Linked DNA regions of Sus scrofa: region 1 is linked to region 2. A link is a contact called in public Hi-C data. All regions are on one chromosome and are shown on one strand. Each heading gives the region's core, a stretch centred on a gene start, on an enhancer-like site or on the middle of the called end of the contact. The rest is flanking DNA. Distances are from core to core; before and after follow the strand shown. Region 1 holds the start of DGCR8 (DGCR8, microprocessor complex subunit). Region 2 holds the start of COMT (catechol-O-methyltransferase).

Evidence for each region. Hi-C and Micro-C count contacts between places; a contact is called where the count stands out from the background.
Region 1: a Hi-C map of epiblast stem cells shows a contact between it and region 2, with 1.7 times the contacts expected there. The contact joins the promoter of DGCR8 here to the promoter of COMT in region 2. A contact is called at or near these places in 2 of 47 Hi-C or Micro-C datasets (embryonic fibroblasts and epiblast stem cells).

Annotation. Positions count from the first base shown.
Region 1 is chr14:51,470,783-51,474,985 of Sscrofa11.1, forward strand. It overlaps DGCR8 (DGCR8, microprocessor complex subunit), which reads left to right and starts at 2,730. Exons shown (of 13, transcript NM_001206919.1): 1 at 2,730-3,754; 2 at 4,202-4,203. The coding sequence starts at 3,035. MIR1306 (microRNA 1306) reads left to right here and starts at 3,136; the gene lies at 3,136-3,215.
Region 2 is chr14:51,395,530-51,399,779 of Sscrofa11.1, forward strand. COMT (catechol-O-methyltransferase) reads left to right here and starts at 2,810. Exons shown (of 4, transcript NM_001195330.2): 1 at 2,810-3,097; 2 at 3,820-4,013. The coding sequence starts at 2,812.

The DNA of each region.
Region 1 (4,203 bases), core at 1,480-3,979, 75 kb after region 2:
CCTCTTTATTCTCTTCTTCACCCACCTATAGAAAAATTTTATGGACACAAAGTGGTTCTTTTAGACTGCAAGGCTGTAAAACTGAGGCAGCCCTGGCTGGAGCCAGCTTGCCTGGGTGGTAAAGCAGCTCTAGCACTTTCTAGCTGTGTGACCTTGAGCAAGTTGCTTAACCTCTCTGGCTTTAACCCTTCTCAAAGTGCTGTGCGAACTGGTGAGTGACAGTGCATAAAGTGCTTAGAATAGGGCCTGGCTAAGGGTTGGCTGCCACTGCTTATCTTGGATCCTGTGTGACTTCTTTGCTTGGACCCTCCTGTCCAGTGGCCCATCTTTCTCAAGATAAGAGCCAAAGTCCTGGTCTCCCTCACCCTCACTGACCAGGCCTCCTATTCCCACTTGGCATACTGCTCTTACTTGCTACCTCTGGGGCCTTTGTTCTTCTCTGTTGCCTGGAACATCCCCTCCTCCCATGCCCACTTCCTACCTCGCTCCCTCCTTTCTCTTCAGGGGGAAGTTTGCTACCCACCCTTCCCCAATTCCTTGCTTTGTTTTCTCTTGAACGCTTCTCAGTCTTAGTTGTTACTTGTCCATCTCTCCCACTAGAATGTGAGCTCTGTGGTGAGATACTTTGTCTGTCTCACGTCCTCGGCATCTAGAATGGTGTGTGCACCTTGTGGAAGGCGTTGACCATTAAGGAAAGCTAGCAGAGGGAAAGGGAAGAGTTTGGCATGTCTACGCTGTGGAACTCCCTGAGCTCTACTGTTTGCAACTCTTCAAGGCCTCCTACCATCAGATTTTAGCATTATCATCTTCTACACTGGCTGCTCTTAGCCTTTGAGCATGGTTGCAGGCATCCCCGTCCTGTACAGAGTGTGTCTTCAGTTCCCCCCATCTCCCCACATCTTCATTTTAGTCTTCTCCCCAGAATCATGAGTTGGCTCTTGCTAGGGCCTCTGCACACCTGCCTGAGCCGAGGGGTTTGCTGGTGGTTGTGTCTGTGTCCTGTAGCGCTGGGCACGCTGACCTGTGTGTCCTTCTCTGGGATGGTCTTTCTCTGTTGCCAGGAGACCAGCCCTACTCCACTTAGTGTTCCTTGTGCACGTTCACTAAGGTTCTGAGTCTCATCGCCTGTGTGCAGTGTTTCCTTGATCCTTAGCACCTTTGTCAGATGTACCTATGGGAGGTATTGTGTTCCTTTCCCATTGAATTCAGAAATATGGGGACATCGTAGAATCTAGGAAGCTGACAGGTCGGTAGTCATTGTCCTCTTGTCCATGATAGTGCCCGCATCAAAGCAGTGGTTAGTGAATAGTTGTGGGATGAATCGATTAAATCTAAACAAGACTCTGGTTTTTATGTTGTGTCCACTTCAAAGTACACCTCCCACACTCTGTCCCTTCCTGTAAACTTCTTAAACCTGTGATATTTGCTGTTTCCTGTTCTGTCTGCAGCCAGCAAGCAACCCTGAGTGGCGTGAGCATGCGTGTATGTACATCTGTGTGCATGGTGTGTTCATGCGTGTGTCTGCACGGTGTGGGGATGTGCGTGTGTGCATTGTGTGTGTCTGCACGTGCTTTTGCCCCGATGCCCACCCTCCCGCAGACCTCTGGACTGCCTCTCACCTACCTCAGTCTTCCCTTTTGTTTTGCTTCCTCTGGAGTGGATGTCCCAGGGTTGCATCCTCAACCCTCTTCTTGGTCAGTGTTTCCTCTCTGGGAGGCCTCTCCTTGCCCATTTGTCCTGGGCCAGTCCTGGCTCCAGAGTGGTGGCCTCAGCCCCTGTGGGACAGGTCTGCCTAGAGGCTCTGTCCACTCTGTGCAGGCCCCGGCCTGAGTGCCACAACGCTTGTCCTCAGCCCCTCTTGTCTCTTCTCTCCACCGCCACCGGTCAGCAGTGCTGTCAGTTCTGTGCCTGCTATTCTCGAGGGCTCTGTCCCTGTCTCCAGAGCCTCTTTCACCCCTTTGCCCTCTGCCTCGGGTGTAGGCACTGTGCCTGGCATGGCTGTTGGCCTCCCTTCTCAAGTAGGGACTGAATGGTGGCAGGTTAGTCACTTCACCCCTAGTGGCTTGTTGCTCCCAGGATGGAGCCAGGCTCCAGGTGTCTCCTGCGCCCCCGCCCTGACCCACCCTGACCAGGCCCCCTTCCCCACAGCCACCACCCCTCCTCTCTTGAGAACAGAACCTTGCCACCTTTGGGCCCCCCAGCACGGTGCATCACTATCCCCATCCATGTGCCCTGGGGGTCAGGGGTAACAGAGCCCCTGGCCGTGCCTCTGAGGCCCTAGTGCCGCAGAGTTGAGCCGAGGGTCTCACGCTGGCCTGACTGCCTGGCCCTCGCAGGTGAGTGGATTGCTATCGATGTGCTGGAGGGAGGCCACGCATCTCTGTGTGTCCCAGAGAGGGCCGCACACTGTGCAATTTGCCTGGTAAACCGAGTTGGGGATGCTGTGGTGAAGTTTAGTGGAGATTTTTTTTTTTTTTGTAATCCTTTTTGAGCCTGAAGATAATATTGTTTTTGTGCTTCTGAAGTTGGAATTACAATGAACAGTTTAAATTTGGATTTAAATGATAATTTAGGTTCTGAAAAAAGTGAAGGTTGATTGTTTTGAAGCCTAAAAGATTCTCTCAGGCAGTATTATTTTTAAGTTCTGACCACATGTTAGTAGCGCTTGGTGCCAGGGAAGCGGGAGGTCTCTTGTCATTTTGTGACAACATCTTTACGTCTCTTCGCAGGTGGAGGAAGACAGGTGCCCCTCCGGCATGAAGACAGACTCGCTTAGTCGTCAGTCATTTAAGCTGAGTGCATTGTGATTTCCAATAATTGAGGCAGTGGTTCTAAAAGCTGTCTACATTAATGAAAAGAGCAATGTGGCCAGCTTGACTAAGCCGCAGCGCGGGCAGGACGGCACCTGGGTCTCGACGGACTTGTGCATGTTAGCTGTGTAGATTTATGTAAGGTTTTTTTTTTTTTTGTTTTTTTTGTTTTTGTTTTTTTTTTAAAACTCTGGTCTTTTAAACTAGTCTTAAGCACTTTTACTATGGAGACGTGTGAGAGCCCCTGTCCTCTCCCGCGTGAGCCCGCAGGAGGAGCGGTCATGGAGAACCCAGCTTGCCCCCTCCCAGCGCTGCCCCATGGACAGTCTCCACCACCTCCCCTGCAAACGTCCAGTGATGCAGAGGTAATGGACGTTGGCTCTGGTGGTGATGGACAGGCCGAACCCCCTGCCGAGGACCCGCTCGACTTCTACGGAGCTTCTCTTCTCTCCAAAGGATCCTTCTCTAAGGCCCGCCTCCTCGTAGACCCGAACTGTAGTGGCCACAGCCCACGCACTGCCCGGCACGCACCTGCGGTCCGGAAGTTCTCCCCTGACCTTAAGTTGCTTAAGGATGTAAAGATTAGCGTGAGCTTTACCGAGAGCTGCAGGAGTAAGGACAGGAAGGTGCTGTTCACGGGAGCGGAGCGCGACGCGCGGGCAGAATGCACCCTGGCCCTTAGCCCTGTCAGTGGAGACGTGCATGCTTGTCCTTTTGGCGGGAGCATTGGTAACGGGGTAGGCATAGGGAGTGAGAGTGCTGATAAGAAGGATGAGGAGAATGAGCTGGATCAGGAAAAGAGAGTGGAGTATGCAGTGCTGGATGAGTTAGAAGATTTTACTGACAATTTGGAGCTAGATGAAGAAGGAACAGGCGGGTTCACGGCTAAAGCGATCGTGCAGAGAGACAGAGTGGATGAAGAGGCCTTGAATTTCTCCTATGAGGTATGTTGGCGGCCCCTCCTTTGGAGCACTCTTAGCGAACCCCAAAGAGAGGTGTTGGAATTGTGGCACCTTTTGAAAGCCGGTGTTGCAGGGAGAAACACTGACGTGAGGTGGAGCCATTAATGTGAACAGAGAAAGCTGCCAGGAGTCCAGGTTTTCAGACTTTGCTAATGAAAAGCTTGGCCGACAGGTCTGCCTCCTGCCCTTTGTCGCCGCTGAGCTGGAAGGAGCTGCTGGCCACGCCCCCTGGTGGCACGAGCACCTGCCCGAGCCTGTGGTTCAGCTGTTGGTTTCATCCCATTTGTTTTTCAGATGATCACGTGCCATAAAGGCCCACCTAGACCCCTTGAGAGCGCCTCCTTTCTCATTGTCACTGATGCTGTGACGCTTGCCGTCGGGCAGGAGCTGGGTGCTGGGGCCAAGGGGTCTGAACAGCATGTTTTGCAGGA
Region 2 (4,250 bases), core at 1,560-4,059:
TCTCCACATCCCACCCATGCTTGCATGTCCCTTTTTTTTGGGGGGGGGCAGTCAACCTGATGGGTGTGAAGTGGTACCTTGTGGTTTTAATTGGCATTTCCCTAGTGACCAGTGCTGCCGAGCATATTTTCACGTGCTTATTGGTCAGCAGTTTGTCTTTTTTGGGAATATGTCTATTCAGTTCCTTTGCTCATATTCTAGTGGGGTTGCCATCTCTTTGTCTTTGAGTTGTAGGAGTTCTTTATATATTCAGGATTTTAACCCGCATCACATATGTGGTTTGCAGATTATTTTCTCCCACTACGTGGGTGGTCCTTGGCTCTCCTGATAGTGTCCTTTGATGTACAAAGTTTTTAATTTAGTGAAATTGAATGTATCTATTTGTCTTTTGTTGCCTGTGCTTTTGGTGTCATCTCTAAGATTCCATTGCCAAATTCAAGGCCATGAAGATTTACTGTGTTTTCTTCTAAGAGTTTTGTGATTTCACTCTTCAAGTCAGGTCTTGGGTGCATTTTGAGTTATTTTTTGTATGTGGTGTGAGGTACGCCCTCTTGTGGGTGGAATTCTAGTTGTCCCAGAGCCAACTGTGAACTCTCCCATGGAGGGGTCCTGACACCTTGTAAACACCAATGTGAGGGTTTGTTTCTGGCCTCTCAGTTCTGTCCATTGGTCTTGTGCAAGAACCACACTGCAGTAGCTTCATGGTAGGTTCGAGATCAGGATGTGTGAGTCCTCTAGCTTCATTCTTTTCCAGAATTGTTTTGGCTCATGTGGGTCCCTTAAGACTCCATATGACCTTCAGGGTGGGTGTTGCATTGTGTCTGAGGGTCTCCGCAGGTAATGATGACATCTTGACAGTGTCAGTCTCCAGTCCGTAAATGTGGAATTTTTTTTTTTTTTTTGTCTTTTTGTCTTTTTTGTTATTGTTGTTGTTGCTATTTCTTGGGCCACTCCCGCGGCATATGGAGGTTCCCAGGCTAGGGGTTGAATCGGAGCTGAAGCCACCGGCCTACACCAGAGCCACAGCAACTCAGGATCCGAGCCGCGTCTGCAGTCTACATCACAGCTCAGGGCAATGCCGGATCCTTAACCCACTGAGCAAGGGCAGGGACCGAACCCGCCACCTCATGGTTCCTAGTCGGATTCGTTAACCACTGCGCCACAATGGGAACTCCGGATGTGTTTTCATTTATGTGTCTCCTTCAACTTCTTTTTTTTTTTTTTTCTTTTGAGGGCCGCACCCACAGCATATGGAGGTTCCCAGGCTAGGGGTCTAATTGGAGCTGTTGCTGCCGGCCTATGCTAGAGCCACGGCAACGCCAGATCCGAGCCGTGTCTGCGATCTACACCACAGCTCACAACAACGCTGGATCCTTAACCCACTGAGTGAGGCCAGGGATCGAATCTGCAACTCATGGTTCCTAGTCAGATTTGTTTCCACTGCGCCATGACAGGAACTTTCCTCAACTTCTTTCAGGCTCTCATGATGCTAAAGTGTCACTGGTGGTGGCCTCATACAGACCCAACCAGACCTCTGTGGCTGTCCCTCCCAGGAGGCCCCTGCCGTGAGGCGGGAGTCAGGAGATAATAGCATTCTGCTCAGAGCTTTGCCCCTCCCCTCTCTTCTGTCAAGAAGCAGGTTTGGAAAGTGTGCTTGGCAAGCCCCTTAAAACCCCCCTAAGGAGTTCTCGTTGTGGCTCAGTGGTTAACGAACCTGACTAGTATCCATGAGGACGAAGGTCAATCCCTGGCCTCACTCAGTGGGTTAAGGATCTGGCATTGCCATGAGCTGTGGTGTAGGTCATAGATGCGGCTTTGATCCCGCATTGCTGTGGCTTTAGTGTAGCCAGTTGACCCCTAGCCTGGGAACTTCCGTATGCCAGGAGTATGGCCCTAAAAAGACACACACAAAAAAGATCCATCCTTTGCTGCTGAGCTCAGAGGAAGAGTGTGGGGGTGGAGCCATCTGGCCAGAGTGGGGCAGGGGGAGAGCTGGCGGGACCACTCTGACCCACTCACCCCTGCTTACTCTGTCCCATTTAAACAGGCCACTGTCCACGCCTCCCTGTTCATTCTCTGCTCTGCCTGCCAAGCTCCTCCTCATGGTCTAGGGTGTTGGGGTCTACAGTCCTGTGCTGTGCCGGAGGGTCTCCCCTCTAAGACCCTTGGCCTGCCTGCTGTTGAGATGGGAGCTTCTCAGAGAGCAGGGTCCTGTGTGGCCGCTGGCTTTCCAAGGTCCTTCCCTTTGTGTGACCCCATGAGTGACTATTGGCCTTTCCCTGTGTATGACCTGAGTGACCACGGGTCCCAGAGGAAGCGTCACGCCTTTCTTGGTATTTAATCCTTTTTTGTCTTAACCCTCTGCTCCAGTACCAGCTCATCTGACTGGGGCCCCAGACAATTGCCCAGAGGGGCCCTTGCCAGAGAGTGCAGGAGAGGGCCCCCTGAAAGTGATGTCCTTAGGCTGCCAGGGAAGGTAAGAGGCAGCTGGGGGTGGGGGCAGCTGTGACTGGCAGCCCCCAGCAGGACAGCTAGATGAAAGATGAACCTGCTCTCACTTGGGGCATGGCTGCAGCAGGAAGTGGTTTGCAGGTGGGGCTCTGCTCACTGGGAGCTGGCAACCTGGCATCTGGCTGGCCTCTGAACCTTTGGCCCCATCAGCACAAAGGGGCAGAGCAGCACTCCCAAAGTGGGATGGTGGATCAGCCAGGAGAGCCAGTCGCTAAAGCCAAGGGGCGTGGTGCTCCCAGGGGGCCGTGAGGCTGCCTGGCCCTAGCCTTCTGCCCTCCCCTTCGCCCCACCCCTTCGCAGATGCTAGAGGCCCTGCCCCTGCTGCTGGCAGTCTGCTCCTTGGTCCTGGTGCTGCTGACACTGTTGTGGCTGCTGCCACACCCGAAGTGCTCTCTCATCTTCATTGCCTGGGAAGAGTTTATCCTGCTTCCCGTCAGGAACCTCCTCATGGGCAGCAGCAAGGAACAGCGCATTCTGCAATATGTGCTGCAGCACGCAGTGGCGGGGGACCCAGAGAGCGTGCTGGACACCATCGACACCTACTCCTCTCAGAAGGAGTGGGCCATGCACGTGGGCAGAAAGAAAGGTAGGCAGTGTGGCAGCCAGCACGGGAGAGGCCATGGTTGCCATGATCCCCGGTGTGGGCTGAGGCCCAGTCTCCCACACCCCGGTGAGGTTCAGGCCCTGACACGCGTGACCCTGTCCCCATGCAGAGGGAGGGATGTTTGATGATAAGCCCCTGGAGGTGCTGTTCCAGGTGGCCTTGCTCACAGGGGCCAGAGGCCACAGCAGTCTCCTTGGGAGCCCTGCACTCTCACGCCATCTGGCAGAGCCAGTGCTGGCACAGGGCGGGCAGTGCCTCCTGGGTGTTCTGGCTGGGCATGAAGGCATATAGCAACCCTTGGACCCTGCCTGGTGCAGATTCCAGGCCCTCCCCCAGGCCACCTCCTGACCTTTGGCCTCTAGCCTGGGTCACATGCCCCCTGTACCCAGAAGTTGGACCCTGATGACAGATGTAATAGCCACGGTCTGGCCCCCTTGGACCTTCTGACAGTGTCTGGCTCAAGGAAGCTGGGAGGCTCTGAGTGCCACCTGAGGACACAGTGGGGTGTGGTTTCCACAGAGGGCAGCTCTGATTCAGGATGAGCATGAGTCACCCAAAATGGTGGGAAAGAGGGAACAGCATGTGTGGAAAGCACAAAGGCCTGACGGGCTGGAGTTGAGAGGGGCTGCCTCTCAGTGGAGAGGGAGCTGAGCCAGGAGTGGGAGTGGACCAGCCCCTTTGCCTGCTCATCTCCACCCCCGCAGGCCAGATCGTGGACACTGTGGTGCAGGAGCAGCGTCCTTCTGTGCTGCTGGAGCTGGGGGCTTACTGTGGCTACTCGGCTGTGCGCATGGCCCGCCTGCTGCTGCCCAGCGCCCGGCTGCTGACCATCGAGCTTAACCCTGACAATGCTGCCATCGCCCAGCAGGTGGTGGACTTCGCAGGCCTGCAGGACAGGGTACGCTGCTGTCCCAGGGATGACAGATGTGGACACTGAGACTCTGGGGGACCAGGAGAGCAGGGAGGGCTGGGTCATAGCGAGGCCACATTTACCCAGCTGGCTGGCATCCAGTTTTACAGAGCAGGAGACCTGAGACTGCCCAGAGGAACGGGCAGAGCCAGGACCTGTCTCCCAGAACCCCAAAGTAAATTGCCAGTGGGCATGCATGGGGTTTGGGTGGGCTGTTTGCCCTGG